Linked DNA regions of Rattus norvegicus: region 1 is linked to region 2. A link is a contact called in public Hi-C data. All regions are on one chromosome and are shown on one strand. The core of a region is the stretch at or near the end of the contact, and the rest is flanking DNA. Distances in the headings are between cores, read along the strand shown. Region 1 has its middle 91 kb from the start of S1pr3. Region 2 holds the start of S1pr3 (sphingosine-1-phosphate receptor 3).

Region 1 (2,700 bases), core at 130-2,629, 91 kb after region 2:
AGAGAGAGGGGGAGAAGAAGGGAGAGGGGAAGGGAATCGGAAGGAGGCTGCTGCTGGCATTTCCCTGGAGCCCTGAGCCTCTTTCTCTTGCTGCTGGGACGCCCACCTGGTGAGAATTGGCTTCATAGGATGCACAGCCTTCTTCTTTCATGAGTGAACTGAGGACTTCAGAAAGGCCGCATTTGAGTGATCATAATTCCTGTTACCCATGCTCCTCGGAGCAGGTAGTGACTCCCCGTGACCTTTGGAGAGGACGCAGTAATGCTGGAGAACAAGGCCACACTATTCCTCTGCTTCTCTCTTCTCTCTCCTCTTGGCTCACCCAAGCGTTCTCAGTTCATCCTAATTTTCCTCCGTCGCCATTTCTCTAAGCTGCCGCTGATCTTCCTGGCTTTCTCTTTGAATGCACACGCGTGAGCAGGCACACACACACACACACACACACACACACACACACACCTCTTGAATGTGAGTGAGGGCCACTCATATCTAAGAGGGATCCCTGCTTAGAAAACGCTTTCCCAGTCACCCCGGAAAGAGTGCTCTAGCTAACACAAGTGTTTCCCACAAAGCCCTTAACCAGGCGGCTCTTTTTGTTTTAATTGCCAGCCAAAAGCTCTCAAAGACAAATATGGTTCTCCAGAGAGGGATAAAAAAAATTGATGTTTCATCGTATACACCACCGCACTGGGAGTCAAGACGACACATTATCCAAGAGTCAGAGAGACTGGGGCGGGGGATAGTTCTGGGCTAGACCATTGAGAAATGAAAGGTTTTAGATACCCTGTTCTCTGGAGTGACAGGCCAGGATTGCTAAGGAGGGGTTCTGAGGAGGGTGCTGGGGGAAGGGGTTCAGGATGAATGAGAAAAACTCACCCATTAGGAAAAAAATGTCAGAATGTGGCAATGAGCAAAGGCTTTTAACAGACTTATTAGCAACAGATATCCCCAAGTACAGATAAACCTGGTTGGAAGGCAGAAGGCAGAGCTGAGATGTCTTCTGACATTTAAGGTAGAACCAGGGTCATAAGGAGGTTGGGGGAAGACTGTGACTTTCAATGAGGTGGGGAGCAGACAATGCAGGTCTAAAAGCAGCCATGTTTAGGGCACGGAAGGACCAAAGGAACCATGGTAGGGCTTCTCCCCCAGCCTGTCCCCTCTGCAGCCCGCCTAGGCCACTAATGTCCTGAAAAGAAGGGTAAAGTGCATTTCCCAACTCCAGCCCTGACCGGGCCTCTAATTTTACTTCCATGAGTGTGCTCTGATGGATTTTTGAGAAGGGGGAGGTGGGTCATAAATAAAACAGGGCCCACAGCCGAGCTCTAATCAGTTGCAGCTGCTGCCTGAGGAGGCCTGACAGGCAGCTTGCATCATGACAGCGCTTGCCTTGGGACCTGGAGCATTCTGTTGCCAGCATGGGGGCGGGAAGGCAGTGGATGCCTGGGGAAGGGCCTGAGACGTGAGTCTGCAGAATTCACCGCTCCTAATTAAAACCGCATTTAGGGAGAACGAACTGTGGGGGCGGGGAGCATGCCGTGGGATTTCCTTGTAGCTTGCAAGATGAATCAACTCTGAAAGGGGTAGGGGCTGCCTAGCTGCAAACTCCCCCACTGTAGACAAGGACATTCTGTCTCCATCCAAATATAAAAATGGTGACCCATCCTGTAGAGGAATGTGCTCATGGGGACCCCGGGAAGTGTCATCAGAATGGGGGACTGTTTAAATAGGACAGCTGAGTCATTTGGGGGACCTAGAAGGTCTGCTCTCAGAGTCAGTGAGGAGACAATGCCCTAGGAGGGAAAAACCCTACATGGCTATTGTCTAGTGTGTTCATGGGGCTTGTTATCTTGTTAATGAAAGAAAATTATAGATCCTATTGCTGTGAATGTCCTTACATCAAAAATAATTACAGAGATGAAAAGATGTTTTTAAAAATGAAGCTACTGTAGGGCAACCTTACAGGAATTGGTTTAAAAATGGTCCTGTAAGACCAGAAGTGAGGCAGTGTCTCGGGAATGTTATTTCTCAGTCATTCAGTGTGTGTGTGTGTGTGTGTGTGTGTGTGTGTGTGTGTGTGTGGTGTGTGTGTGTGTGTGGTGTGTGTGTGATGTGTGATGTGTATGTGTGTGTGTGGTGTGTGTGTGTGTGTGGTGTGTGTGTGTGTGTGTGTGTGTGTGTGTGTGTGCTCATGGGCACCAGGTGGTACTGTCCACCCCCCATCCCCCCCACCCTCTATGTCCTCAGGGCAAGGCTGCTTCAGAAGAGGCATAGAGTGCTAGCCCTGCCTTCCCTGGATGGCAGGAGCTTGAGCAAGACACTGCCACGATGGCGGTGAGGGAATGGGTGTGCAGGCTGGGTGTGTTCCCTGTACCTGGCACAGCTCAGGAGAGATGGGCAGCCACCCTGAGCTGCGGCATCAAAGACCAGTTGAGCTTCACTCGATGAGAAGCTTCAGTTGGAGGCCCTCTGAAGCCAGCTATCCCTGCCTTAGCCTCTGAGCTCAGCGGGTGGGAGAAGGTTCCCAGGACAGCCTGCCCCATCCAAGAGCAACCAGCCACCCACACAAGTCCTGGGGGAGAGGGCGCCACATCTCACCTCTGACTCAAATGGACTGAGGACAAACAAAACACAAACTGAGCCTTCAGAGTAAGACTCGGGGACTTAAATAACTTTAATGCTTCCACCACCACGGGTTCAGGC
Region 2 (2,796 bases), core at 85-2,584:
TAAGAGGTTTATAGATCTAGATTCCTCCACAGCTACCTAAACAGAGCCCTCGTGCACGCACGCTCATATGCTCACACACACGCACACACCCCACCACCACCACCACCACCACCACCACCACTACCTCAACCAAACATCCCTGACCACAGCCACAACTTGCCAGGCATTTACCTGCAGTATGTGACCCTTTGGTCCACTTTTGAGGAATTATGTTCACTTGACTCTATCTGCCTGGTTTTCATCTATGACGGATGGAACTTGGAATAGATAAATGTTTGTAGGACGTGATATGCAATACCAGAGACTTGTGACAGCAGATTTTAGAATGAGTGACTCTGGAGGCTTGGAGGAGGTATGTGCCATAGAGGAGAGGAGACCCCCTCCCCTCCTTCCCCTGGACTCAGAATGTTACACATACCTTAACAGTGGTGTTCAAAGCAAAGTATTTCCTTTTAAACAGCTGACATGAAAAACCCTCTTACATTAAGTCTTAGGAATATGGCATCGGGATTGTTCAAGTCCAGAGAGACAGGGACACAGAGACCGTGTACAGGCACATGGTTAATGGCCACCCTCCCTTTTCTTCTATCTCATTCAAGAATGTATGACATACCAATTTTCCCTGGGAGCCTCATTATTGCTTTGCAGGTACCTTGTCGTCTAGTTCTAGGCCTGACGCTCCCCGAATTGCCTGCTCTAGAAGTGCTAAGGAAACTGGAGTTTTGTAGCTCATACAACTGAAAAGAATGCTTTTGCTTTCTCCCAGAGGGAAAAACCACAGCCATTCCCAATGCCCGGGTTTTCTTCTCGTGAGGGTGTCTAACTTCTTAATTAGCCAAGTAAAACAAGGATCTTTCCCTGGAGAGCTTGCGCACTCCCGCTCAGGGTTTACAAACACATTTTAAAAGCCCCGGTTGCTATCTAAAAGAACCCTATACCTCTTCACCAGCTCCAACTGATGACTAGGTCCTGCTCTCCGGGTTATGAATGGCCCGGAGAACGGGAGCGGGTGGCCAAAGCGAGACACTCGCGAGCTCAAATCACTGTGGTGCCTGGATTTGGTTAAAATTTTATCCAAAAAGTAGTTCGGGTGGACCCGGAGCCGCTCCCTCAACCCGCGACTCTGGATTGTGTAGCCCCGATCCGATTTCGCCGCTCACCTCGTTCTGCAAGGCTCATCTGGGCTGGTTGCATGCTGCCACCGCTAAGTCTCAGCTAAGGCTCCAGTTTAGGGGCTCCTCCGGAGGTCGCTCGTGGCCTCAGGTTTCTCTCTGGCTAAGCTTGTCCAGCCGCCTCGCTCAGCACCCGGACCTTGTCGCCTGCCCCTGAACTTGCTCGCCCAGATTCTGCCCCAGAGGATCCGAAGGCAAACTTTTGCCACAGCCCTCCGGGGCGGGGCCCAGAGTCACCCGCCTCCTGCCGCCCCTAACCCAAGCTTCAGAGCTTCTGCGGGCTGGTTCCCATTTACGTACCGTGGTTCCCAGCCACGTCCTGCCTCCGGCCAGGTCCCCGCCCAGTCTTTCTGCCAGTCCGCTGCATCCGCGCTGTCCAGACCCGCGGACCCTGGCTGGACTCTTCAACCCTCTGGATTCCCTCTGCCTCTATTCCTCCACCAATCACCGCCCCCCCTCCCGCCCCAAAACCTGCTCCAGGACCCAGCAGTCGCAGATACCGAACCGGGTACAGAGCTGGACTTGGGTAGACCTAGGTGGCCAGAAGGATTTGAGAGGATTCTTACTAATACTGTTCTCCCTTCGAGATGACTGTGTTAACTATCTTTAACCTGAAATTAACTGACTACCAGCCTGAGCTGGTAAGCTAAGCCCCCTGCCCCTCCGGACTCCTACCCTGCCCCCATTCCTTTCTGAACTGCAAGGCTGGGACCCCAGCCTCTTGTGTATTTCAGGTCCTGACTCCTGTGTCTTGCTTACCTTAGTTAACCACACCCCGGTCTACTCCCGCGCTCTGGGCAAGCCTCACCAGCTATGTGGGGAGAAATGAGAATCTTTAGGGGGAACCACATGCACGATTGTCCGTTACAAAGGAAATGCAAAAGACCTCCAGACCAGCTTGGGGAAGGAGAGGAGAGAGGAAGCAGAGCATGGCTAAATTCCTGAGCAGGCAGGGTCCTGGCCCCTGTTACCTCTTCTCAAGTGCTTTGTTGCCTACAGAAGATGAATTTGCCGCGTTCTTGGGGTTCATCTTGGGACTTTTGGCCTTCTCTGTTGCCCTGTGAGAAGCCCAAGCCCTCTGGGTCACAAGCCGGGCTGCAGGGCTCCAGCTGCCTCAGCTGCACGACTCCCCTGAGCTCTGGTCCTACTTGCCTAGCCTTCCAAATTTGCCTAGTGTCTCGGACACAGCTGGAAAAAGTTCTCTCCCTGAGTGCAAGGAGAATGACCATGCCTCCTGACTCCTGCGACATCCAGTTAAAGGAGGGAGAGGTGGCCACAGTTGAAGATGTTTCTGTAGCTGTCTCTGCAGACACTTCCTGAGGTCAGGGTAACAGCACAGTCTTCTTAGTCACTGCGTCTAACCCCACAAAAAGGCCCAGTGCTCTAGCTGTTTCCCACTGTGTCACCGTCCCTTCCCGGGCAGGTAGAGGTGTGTTTTAATAGCATCTGTATCTCCTTTTCCCAGGTAAACCGTCCTCCAGATAGAACAGGGTGACCCTGAGTCTCTATGACAGTTCCTCCAGCCTCAGACAGCGCTCTCCCACAGCCTGAGAGGTACCAGGCTCTTACTGCTACCGGCAGTCTTTCTCAAGAGTGATTCCACCTGCAGCATCCCTGAGGCTAA

Evidence for each region. A called contact is a pair of places that touch in the nucleus more often than the background predicts.
Region 1: a contact with region 2 is called in a Hi-C map of the A7r5 cell line, with 3 times the contacts expected there. The contact joins the enhancer-like site here to the promoter of S1pr3 in region 2. A contact is called at or near these places in 2 of 12 Hi-C or Micro-C datasets (the A7r5 cell line and psoas muscle).

What each region holds. Positions count from the first base shown.
Region 1 is chr17:14,036,037-14,038,736 of GRCr8, forward strand. No RefSeq gene overlaps it. Among named protein-coding and RNA genes, the nearest start is that of S1pr3, 91 kb to the left of the region's middle. Within about 2 kb of position 1,380, at least 25 of the 93 cell types and tissues checked have an H3K27ac peak or open chromatin away from gene starts, as enhancers often do. A contact at or near this core is called in the A7r5 cell line, where this site is marked.
Region 2 is chr17:13,944,679-13,947,474 of GRCr8, forward strand. S1pr3 (sphingosine-1-phosphate receptor 3) reads right to left here and starts at 1,335. Exons shown (of 2, transcript NM_001271143.1): 1 at 1,161-1,335.